Linked DNA regions of Xenopus laevis: region 2 is linked to region 1. A link is a contact called in public Hi-C data. All regions are on one chromosome and are shown on one strand. The core of a region is the stretch at or near the end of the contact, and the rest is flanking DNA. Distances in the headings are between cores, read along the strand shown. Region 1 has its middle 71 kb from the start of ube2e3.L. Region 2 has its middle 6.9 kb from the start of neurod1.L.

The links. Hi-C and Micro-C count contacts between places; a contact is called where the count stands out from the background.
Region 2: a Hi-C map of animal cap shows a contact between it and region 1, with 8 times the contacts expected there. The contact joins two enhancer-like sites. A contact is called at or near these places in 2 of 4 Hi-C or Micro-C datasets (the XL177 cell line and animal cap).

What each region holds. Positions count from the first base shown.
Region 1 is chr9_10L:80,524,603-80,529,678 of Xenopus_laevis_v10.1, reverse strand. No RefSeq gene overlaps it. Among protein-coding and RNA genes, the nearest start is that of ube2e3.L, 71 kb to the right of the region's middle. Within about 2 kb of position 1,573, at least 1 of the 7 cell types and tissues checked has an H3K27ac peak or open chromatin away from gene starts, as enhancers often do.
Region 2 is chr9_10L:80,818,805-80,824,259 of Xenopus_laevis_v10.1, reverse strand. No RefSeq gene overlaps it. Among protein-coding and RNA genes, the nearest start is that of neurod1.L, 6.9 kb to the right of the region's middle. Within about 2 kb of position 4,174, at least 1 of the 7 cell types and tissues checked has an H3K27ac peak or open chromatin away from gene starts, as enhancers often do.

The sequences.
Region 1 (5,076 bases), core at 324-2,823:
TTATGATCAGAAAACTTGGTAAGAAACTATACCATGTCAAGGTAAACCCCATATGGTGGTCCCTAACTATTTACCCCAGTCATATTTTTCAAAGGTTGGCACCTCCCTGCATGGTAGCATTTCTTGGTATAAGTATCTCCTGACCTGGGCATTGGTTTCTGAGGGCTTAGTCCTCCCCCGCTATAAGACAGAGATTGCCAAAACCACAGAATTAGTTCCACAGGCTTGATCTTCCCTACTTGCAGCTGTTGGAACAAAGGTTTTGCACCTGGGCTTTCACACAGTCCAGACAGGACACCCTATTGGGTGATCAGATTATTTTGTTGATCTAAGAAGACCCAATTGGATAATGTCTACAACATTGTGTTCTTGTACTACTGGCTGATTTTTGGCCAAGTAGTCAGATAAGAGCATTTCCCCTTCTTTTTCTGAATTAGTCCCTTTTATCTTTGCCAGAAGGCTAGTGTCAATCATCAAGCAGACCTTTCACCATACAAAAGCATGGGCAAACAATATGCTCGTCATAGCATTCCCTGCTTCAATCCGGGTCCCCCTTTCCATAGACTTGCAAAGGTACGTTTTGGAAAAAAACTACTGATACAGAAAAAGTATGAACCACCCCAGAAACATCTACTAGAAAAGTTGCAGCTATTTTCAGATAAAAAAAACTGTCATGTTGAATATGCAATTGGTGCCACATTTGCAAATAATTAAATTTAAGTGATTATTACATGGAAACACTTTTACATTATTTTAAATGATTGTGTTACTTGCCATTTAAAGGTTCTTATACAGACCAATGATATGATTAGATAGTACCCACGTGTCACTGAAATCTTATTGTTTAGTTAATCAGAACATTAATGGTACACAGGGGCGTAACTATAGAGGAAGCAGACCCTGCGGTTGCAGGGGGGCCCAGGAGTTTAGGGGGCCCAGTGAGACCCTAATTAATTAGCAATTTTAATATATCTTGGTAAAATAGGCCAACTTATAAATATTTTGGGGCCCTAAATTGAATTTGCTATGGGGCCCAGGAACAACTAGTTACGCCACTGATGGTACAGTTTTTCATAATTTCATGTGTGGAACTGTTCCATAGCGTTCAATGGAGTGGAGAAAATAATTTATGGAGACTTTTTCAAAGGAAAGTCTTTTTTATTTTCAAATATATCTATACATAGGAAAAGTTTTTGCAATGTAAAAAAAAAATGTTTTTATTTGCCATCCAGTTGTGCGAGAGAATTAACTGTGCAAAAATAAAATCACATTTTAGTTTGATTATCCTAAACTACATTAGCAGCTCGTATCTCCCTGATTATCTTGGCCTAAATCATCTTTATTGTATTAATATCAGATTTGTAGGTTTATGGCAAGAAGTGGGGATGAATAATTCTAGCAAGCAGGACTGGAACTAGAAGTAGGCAAAAGAGGCATGTGTTTAGGGTGCAATGCTGGGGGACATGGACACGTACCTCTTCTGTCTGCCCAGGGTCGGACTGGCCCGTCCCCTGCCCTCATGGGCCCCTGCCGGACCAGACCCCCTCTCCCAATTTCCTAGCCCTACAAAAAAAAAATTGCAGTGCCACGCAGCACGGTTCGCGCATATGCGCTGCGTCACAGTAGTGGGGAATCGGAAGCCCATCTCCAATTGGGTCCATTTTAAATGATTGCCTTAAAACTTGATGGTAACTAAACTGCATGAATCCATGTTGCTGGCAACAATCTTTGTGGACTTACAGTATTTGATGTTTAAATGTTATTTAGCAAAATTACAGAACAATATCTTATCCCCAGGTCCCAAGCTTTTTGGATCATAGATACCTGTATAGAATTCCACTCCAAAAGGACCATTTAATTGCAACAAATATGGTACAGCATCTTAGAAATAAGAACAGTCTTTAGAGCACATCATAAACAATTACTAATTAAATAAACAGAAATCATATTAAATATACATCATTTGTAATGGCAATATAAACCTTCCCTTAAAAATCCCTATAAGTGCAGAATCGGTCATATTGCTGTCATGAAACCATTCAGATTTTGCTTGATGACATTAAATACTAGTAAAGGGGTTAAAGGGGACCTGTCACCCTAAGAAATAATTTCAAATTCTTTTCTATCATGTTAGTTGAGCAAAATAAACTTTACTTACACTGTATTTATTATTTACATTTTGTTTCCTTCTGTCTTGGAATTATACAGCCACAGCAAGCAGGCAGCTGCCATTTTGTGGACACAGTTATTAAGGGAAATTGTGAATCACCCTAAAATCTTGTGTATGCACCAGAATGGGGGACCTGATGTCCATGTGCAGTGCCCTACACAATTATAGAGCCTGAGGAGGGAAGGGGGAATGTAAGGAGAGCAGTGAAATGTAGGAAGTGCTGAATGGAAAGTGAAAGTAATTGACTGCCCCTCCTCTATGCCACGGGCATAGAGGCGGGGCAGGTAATATTTGATTGACAGTTTAGATATTTAAACACCTTTATAACAGGCATGGATGTTTTAATGAAAAATTTTTTGGGGTTTCATATTTAATTTTCAAAGGACTTTCATTATGCAGTTTTTTTATGTGTAGGTGACAGGTCCACTTTAATTCTATTGGTGTATATATATATGTGATATTTCTATTTATAGGCTATGAGAACACCTAGTGATTGGTCCCTACAGTGGAGAGTACTATATGTGGACCCTTCAGCTGACCCTACTAAGATCATATCACAATTCATAGGATGCCTGTGAAAGGCAGTAAGGAGGTTGTTGCCAGCCTGCTAGCGAGACAATGGTTGACAAATAAAATTATAGTCGCCATTAACCATGGGGCAAATTTAGCAGTACAATATTCCAGAGAACCAGCCACAGAGCTGCTTTAATTGATCTACAGTAAGACTGAGGGTTGTGGCACTCCAAAGTATTTGTTATAATCCCCCCCCCCTTTTTTATGGGCTGCATAGACTCCTGTGTATGAAATCATTTGGATATTATCTGGCACATAAATATGTAGTAAGTGTCTCTCTGCATGGGAAAAGTACTGATCTAGAGCAATATGAATTATGAAAGCAAATGTCTAATTGGTCACTGAGAGTAATTGCTTTGAGTGAACCCGCATGGGGTTATTACAGCTGCAGCATGGAAGACATATCTTACAGCAATACAATGCTCTAGGCCTACATCTCTAATCATACCCTTATGTCTTATTTAATAGGCTGGAATTTAGGAATATCATTACTTAAACATATGTGAATTGATAACAGTGACTTGCACATGTGTTAGAATAAGCAGCCTGCCCCAGTTAAATCCACCATAAGCATCATCTTTATTTGCTTTTTATTTCATGATCACAATAGATTTATAATGATATTGTAATGTTGCTGAGCTCAGCGTGCACATGAAACGCTCCCCCCCTTTGCATACTTCTAATCCCAGCTGCTCCACATATAAACTACCTTTTTATAGCACCAGTAAGGTCACAGAAGAATGCTTGAGTGTTTTTATGGATTCATAAGCAAATAAGAAGTTCTCCGTGGGTGTTTCGGGGTCTGTTTGTGAAGCATGTAACTGCTTGATAAAGCCCTATAAAACTTGTGCTATGCTTTCCCTTATCATTAACTTTGATTGCTGCTTTTTACTTTTTTTTTGTGCCGGTGTGTTAGAAAGTGTTTCGGGCTAGGTATTACATTGTCTGTAATACCGTGTACATTCGAGGCCTGTCTTTTTCTATTACTGATCCTTCAAACTGCAAGTGGTTTCTGATATACAAATGTGACCAATGAGAGACGAGCCAGGATGGTAAGGTTATTGGAGATAAAGATATGAGCTTCTGTCCAGTGGAAAGGGGGATATGTGGAATTAAGCAGAGAGACTTGCCAGTACAGAGACTGAGCTCAGGGTAAAACTAGGTGGGCCCCGGCCCAGACCGGCTCCCCGGTTAGGATCGCCACCTTTTAGATCTGACCCTACCGACTGGTGACGTTGAGGGTGAGGTCTGCCAGAGAGGGGCTGGGTTGTGACATTCCAGGCACAGGGTTTTGACGTTACGGGGATGGGATAATGACGTTTAGGGGGTGGAGTCATGGAGTTCCGCCAGGAAGGACTGCAGCCCTTCAATTAGGTGAGTAGGGGAGCGGGGGAGAGTGGCATATCTGAGGCACTTCAAGGGTCGAAACAATAGGGATTACAAATTTACCGGCTAATACATTGACGGTAAATTTGTAATACCGGGCAGGTGGAAACCCTATCCCCGATTGGCCCGAACTGAAACAAAAATATGTGCCTCGCAGTGCGCCCACCAATTGCACATGCACATGCTGCGCCTGCTGTGCATGCTCGCCGGCTTTTGCTCAGGTGCACGGGGGCCCCAGTGGGCCCGAAGTGCTCCAGTCCTACCCTGACTGAGCTAAATAGTATAAACCAAGCAAGGGTAAGAAATTGCCAGTTCAGCCTGCCTTTCAGTGACAATCAGCCGGCTCTGTTACCAGAACAAACAGTATATCGATTGGAGAACACTCTGGCATAAATTTGTCCATTGGTCCTGGAGGAAGATTTATCTTCCAGTGTAACTTTAAGCAAGTTCTGCTGATCGCCCGCCCCCCACCTCCTTTCTGCTGCCCTAGGTCTTGCCACAAATCTGGGCCTGACTTTATCAAAAAGTGAAGTTAGAGATCACCACAGTCCACTAGAGTGAAATTCCGACACTCTCCATTCATTTTTATGGGATTTTGAAAGGTGTATTTATCAAAGGATGAACTTTCACTTTCACATATTGATAAATACTCTTTTAAAAATCCCATAGAAATTAATTGAGAGTTTGCAGAATTTTACTCTAGAGGACTGTGGTTCACTTTTTGCTAAATATACCTGTAGGACTCATGTACAAACCCAGCTGCAGAGTGCAATTACTGAAGGACCATTTAAAGCAGTGGTTAACAAGCAACATGTTTTTGCTCTTCAACCTCTTGGATGTTGCTTTGAGTGGCCTTAATGCAAGTGCTTATTTTTGAATTCCTGGCTTGAAGGGAAGTTTTAGTTGCAAAAAAAACAAACAGAACCTCCTGTAGGCTGCCAGTCTAC
Region 2 (5,455 bases), core at 2,925-5,424, 290 kb before region 1:
ACTGGCGAACATTTGAAAAGGGGACCGAATGCCAGTTCAGACACAGAAGTATTATTTTGGCACCACTCTCCTTAAAATATCCCATAATTCTGCTTGTCTGGCACATGTCAGCGTTGCCATGTGTGAAGCTGTGCATGATTCAATTTCCCCTCGAGGTAAGCAAACTAGTAATGAAAGATAACACATTACAGAAAATATATTCGGCTGGGCACCATTACATGCGTTCATACCCGTTCCATGCAGCAGAGTGGTTCAATCTAGTCTCAACGCTTTTACTTCTAGTTTGCTCACTTCAGATGCAAGAATTGTGTGGGCCTGTTGCTATGCCTGCATATCTAATCAGCAGCAAGTGAGGGATTGCATTGTGCAGAGCGGAGAACCCTGGCAATGCCATGCTGCTCATATTATTATTCATGATATTCAGTCAAGCCAACAAGTGCACAAGTAGTGCTTATAAGAGTGCACACGTAGCCCATAGGACTTGTATATTATGCAATGTACCTGTCTCCTCCAAAACACATATAACACATATAACTTCCATAGCAGTGTTGTTCCACACTGATTATCTGTTCCACTTCCTGACACCTCCTTTCCCAGGCTCTGTAAGGAAGCCAGCGGCACACTGCACTTTAAAATAGGAACCATTCAGCCGCTAGGCTGGCCTTATTTGAATCACAGACAGGGTCCATAGTGGATCTATTGGGAGCTCCAATAAATAGGTCATTTTTAAAGATAATGATAATATTATTCATCATTACCTAAATTAGGTACGTTTTCATTTACGCTATACAGTATGTCCCCTTTAAAATGTAAAAAGATTAACCAATGCACTAAAAGTGGGCAGTTGTATTAGCCCATATTTCCAGTGCTAATAATGCAAAGGAATTTATAAATGATAGATACCTGCAATTTATTGGGAGAGAAATAATGCAATATGGGTAAAATATATAAAAAACATTTTTAGTAACTATTATTATTAGGGATGCACCGAATCCGAATTCGGCCGAACCCCCGAATCCTTTGTGAAATATTCGGCCGAATACCGAACTGAATCCAAACCCTAATTTGCATATGCAAATCAGTGAGGGGGAGGGAAAAATTAGTGTGTGGCAAAAACATTTTTTACTTCCTTGTTTTGTGACGAAAAGTCACATGATTTTAAGGATTCGGATTTGGTTCAGCCAGGCATAAGGATTCGGCCGAATCCGAATCCTGCTGAAAATGGCTAGATCCTGCCAGAATACCGAACCGAATCCTGGATTCGGTGCATCCCTAATTATTATTAGTAGTATTAATAATAATAATAGTCATCCACCATTCCACAGAGGCACACGCACATATAAGCTTGCACTCAGAGCTTGGTCTCATTTTTCTGTACTTTTACTAGCATGTGATATTAACAGCACAATGTACAGTTGGTAGTCATTGTCAATAGGAGATTTTTATTTTACTGCTGATTAGTAAACCTGGGCCTGAGTGTTTCACCTGAAAGCAATTGCATCCCAGTGACAATAGGCAACACCTAAATATTTGTGATTTATTTTAGTTCAGGACGGTAAAAGGGGTTACATTGATTTACAAAAGCTGGACAATTAAAATGACCTGGAAATCTTTTTGCTTTTTGCTCTGGTCCTATTTTTATTCTATAACACTTATTTGCTCAATTACTGTTCATTATAACGTATTGGAAAGTGCTGTGCAACTTGCTGGTGCAATATAAATAGCTAATGATGAAGATGATGATTGTGCACAGGGCTGCAAGTGCAAAAAGAGGAAGAGAAGTGATGCTGCCCAGTCTGTGCGCTGTCCCTTCTGTGGTGCTGAACTAGCAAAATCCCTTGTGTGATTTATACTGTACCTGTGCTTGCTGCCGCTTAGTTCTATTAGGCCAGGGGATCAATTTGTTTGCAAGAAATGTAAGTATATTTATAATTACAGTTGTATATCTCATACACAGATTTACCCTTCAGACACTGTAACATATGCAACACTTCAGCTGATCGGCCTGGCAATAAGCAACAGTCCAGATAAATCTTTATAAGTTATATAAACATAATTTCCCAAGCATGAATTGTCAGTCTTTCAGACCCGCTCAGAGGAAATAGCTACTTCACTGTTCCCCAGCTCACGGTTACACTGGGAAGTCTGTAACTCTGTCTCTCAGATTGAGCTAGGAACATATGTTAGGCAGGATGACTGAATAAACACGACTTGCAGCAGGCAATGTGGACTCATCTCGAGCCTCTATCTACCCTGCACCATGTTGAGGCCATGAATACGGGTAATTAGAAACTGCTCTATGTGTATGTGTGCAATCTGAGTTAAGTACATTAGTCCAGATAACACACTTACAGGAAGTCTGTGTGGCTGCATGGGCTTTATTACAAAGCAATATACACTGGTTATATTATACATAGCTTTTTTAAAGGTACCAGTCTTGTGGTCTCATCAAAAAATCAGGGCTGGATACATAAACATTCAATATACATACAATACTGGAGTTAGACGGGGGAATGTAAAAACGGAAAAACTATTCGCAATGAGAAAAGTTATGCCTTTGCATGAACAGATTTTCCTTTGTGCAAATTTAATATAGCTTTTGCTAACCCGGAAACTGTTTATCAACTGATTCCTACAGTGAAAGACCGTTTGTGAACTTTATAGTTTGCGCCAAAGCACAGTAAATGTAATAAAACTTCTTCCTGAAAAAGTCGTTACATTTGCTCCAAAGGATAACGACACCTTCAAAAACTTCTCAAGAGTGTGTAATTAGAATTTGCAATGCAATAACAGTTTAAAGGGATACTATCATGGAAAAACATGTTTTTTCCAAAACACATCAGTTAATAGTGCTATTAATAGTGAATTATGCACTGAAATCCATTTCTCAAAAGAACAAACTGATTTTTTTATATTCAATTTTGAAATCTGACATGGGGCTAGACATTTTGCCAGTTTTCCAGCTGCCCCTGGTCATCTGACTTGTGCCTGCACTTTAGGATGGAACTACTTTCTGGCAGGCTGTTATTTCTCCTACTGTACTAAATGTAACTGAATCAGTCTCAGTGGGACTTGGATTTTACTATTGAGTGCTGTTCTTAGATCTTCCAGGGAGCTGTTATCTTGGGGTTTCATGGGGGTTCTCAAAGCATAGAGGGAGGCAGGGGTCCACAATTGCACGGGTGAGAACCTAGCCTCAGGTGGCACTCATGGAGTGATGGCTGTAGATTTTAAGCCTATGTAAATTTATAAATCAGTTTTCCTGTTGTTTAAGAGACATTTTGGCTGGATAAGGACTACTGGAACTGCGGTTTCAATGGTACATGTGAACCAAAAGTGCAGGGAATAGCAAAGGCACATAGTGATTCGGCATTAAATCATACAAAAATCACTGTAAGAAAAATAAAGTGGAAAGCTGCTGAGACTTACATTTTACTTCACTTTGTAAATTTCCATATTTGAGTGGACATCCCATTTAAAGGGACATTGTATAGATTACTTAAAGTGGCCAAATGAGGGTGGATCATGACTGGCGACTTTTTGGCAGATTCTTGGTCAAAGTATGGGGCCAATTGACATATGTAAATAAGTATCAGGAAGCTATAATTTGGCACAGTTGAGAATTCCAGTTGGGCAAGGATAATATTGGCCACTCAGATCTCTTAGAAAGTCTGATAGTAACTTGATATTAGTTACAGTGCCCTATACCTGAGCATAATGGCCATGCCAGTTGTGGATTTACTATCATGCAAAACAAAAAAGCACACTGCTTTCCTTCCAGATAACAAGGCCATTAGGGGGCTCTGATTCATTAGCATGTAGGAGTGATATTGACAGAGGCAGCAGTATGGCAGCTGATATATTCACTCAATGATGCAGGGCCATAAGAATAATTATAATAAAGTATATTTTGCTGCAAAGTACCCCCTGTTTATAAGTAAATCTTCTCTTTATACTATGTAGCAACCTCACAGTATGATCAGGTGAATTCGTTTTATTCTGGATAATAGAAATACCATGGAGAGAGAGGGTACAGATATAACCAAGCCCAATAAATCAGTGATATAATGGAAGCACCTCATATACAAAGTGAAGCACATGAGCCGGACACGCTTCAGTCTATTCGCGTATTAGCGCCTCTCGCGGCCGCTTCCTCCTCCTTATTGATTGGTTGTCTCAGCCTGTGAGTGTTTTATGACTGCACTGCTCTCTGGTTCCTCGTATTTACCAATTTGCCTCTTGTATTTATTGGTTTTAACAACATTTAGCGCCCAGCGGAGCAGACGTGCTTGTAAAAGTAAATCATTTACCCCGCCAAAAAAAAAAAAAAGCCCAGCGTTATAGTTTTATATGGGGGGAAATCTATTTTAGTTCAGCAGGTGCAATGTCAATCAATTAAATTAATTAAGATAATGCCACATGCCCTGGAGATTTCCATGGACTCTCCCCGCCCTGTACGTTTTAATAACGGACGATGCAGATTATTTATGGGCTGATTTAATACATGGTGCTAGTGATTCTGAATGGGACATCAGTGTATTGTGTCCAATCAGAATTAGTTAGTTAATCCCAGTAGATACAAACTCACACCGTATTATATGATTAGACATTTCTCCAAGATATTCCAGTGCATGTCCATGGGGTGATAGAATACAGTATTGCTGAATATAAGGGAGTTTGGGCTTCACTATTGAATTCCACTTGGGGTATCACCATTCTAGCCATTTGATATGATTGGACTTTAAATAGGTTAAAATAGATGTGCTTTAATTGAGCCTATAGAAGAAAGCAATTAAACGTCCAGGCTAGCAAAGGAGTTCACGTGGATTATACTTAATTAGTCCCTTCCCCATTGTCCAGCGATGTAGCTTTGCCTCAGGATTAGAGAAGGAGACAGGGCTGCAGCCCCATGTTAGCCTACAGGACTTTTATATGGATGAATAAATGACTGGGGCTTCCATAATCATCTGGACTCTAGGGATAAATAAATGGCAGGTTGCCTCCAGTAGTCAGTTGGGATTTGGGGAGGGGGGGCTTTTGGTTTAGAAAGGATTGTGGATGTGCTGGGTCGGTTGGGCTTAATACTTCAGTGTGTGAGTTGTGTGTGTGCCCCCTGGAGTTGTTCACCCAGCCAGAAAAGAGGCTTTTGTTTAGTGCGTGTGCGGCTCGCGTGCCTCTCTCTGGCCAGCAGTCAGGATGGAGAGGGTGACAGGGGCCTCATTGGGTAAGGGGGAAGGAGGGCAGGGGGGAGCTCCCATTCACTATAGAATGGCATAGCCCTGTCATGGAGAGGGCAAGCTCAATGCACTCACAGCCCATATGTATTAATTTGAGAAGCGCAGCTTTAGAATGAGTTTAGGATCCTATCCCTCCAACCAGAGATAAACCAACTTACAGCGTCCTCAGACACCAGGAAAAAAGCCTAAAGAACTCACAGCATCACTGCCCAAAATAA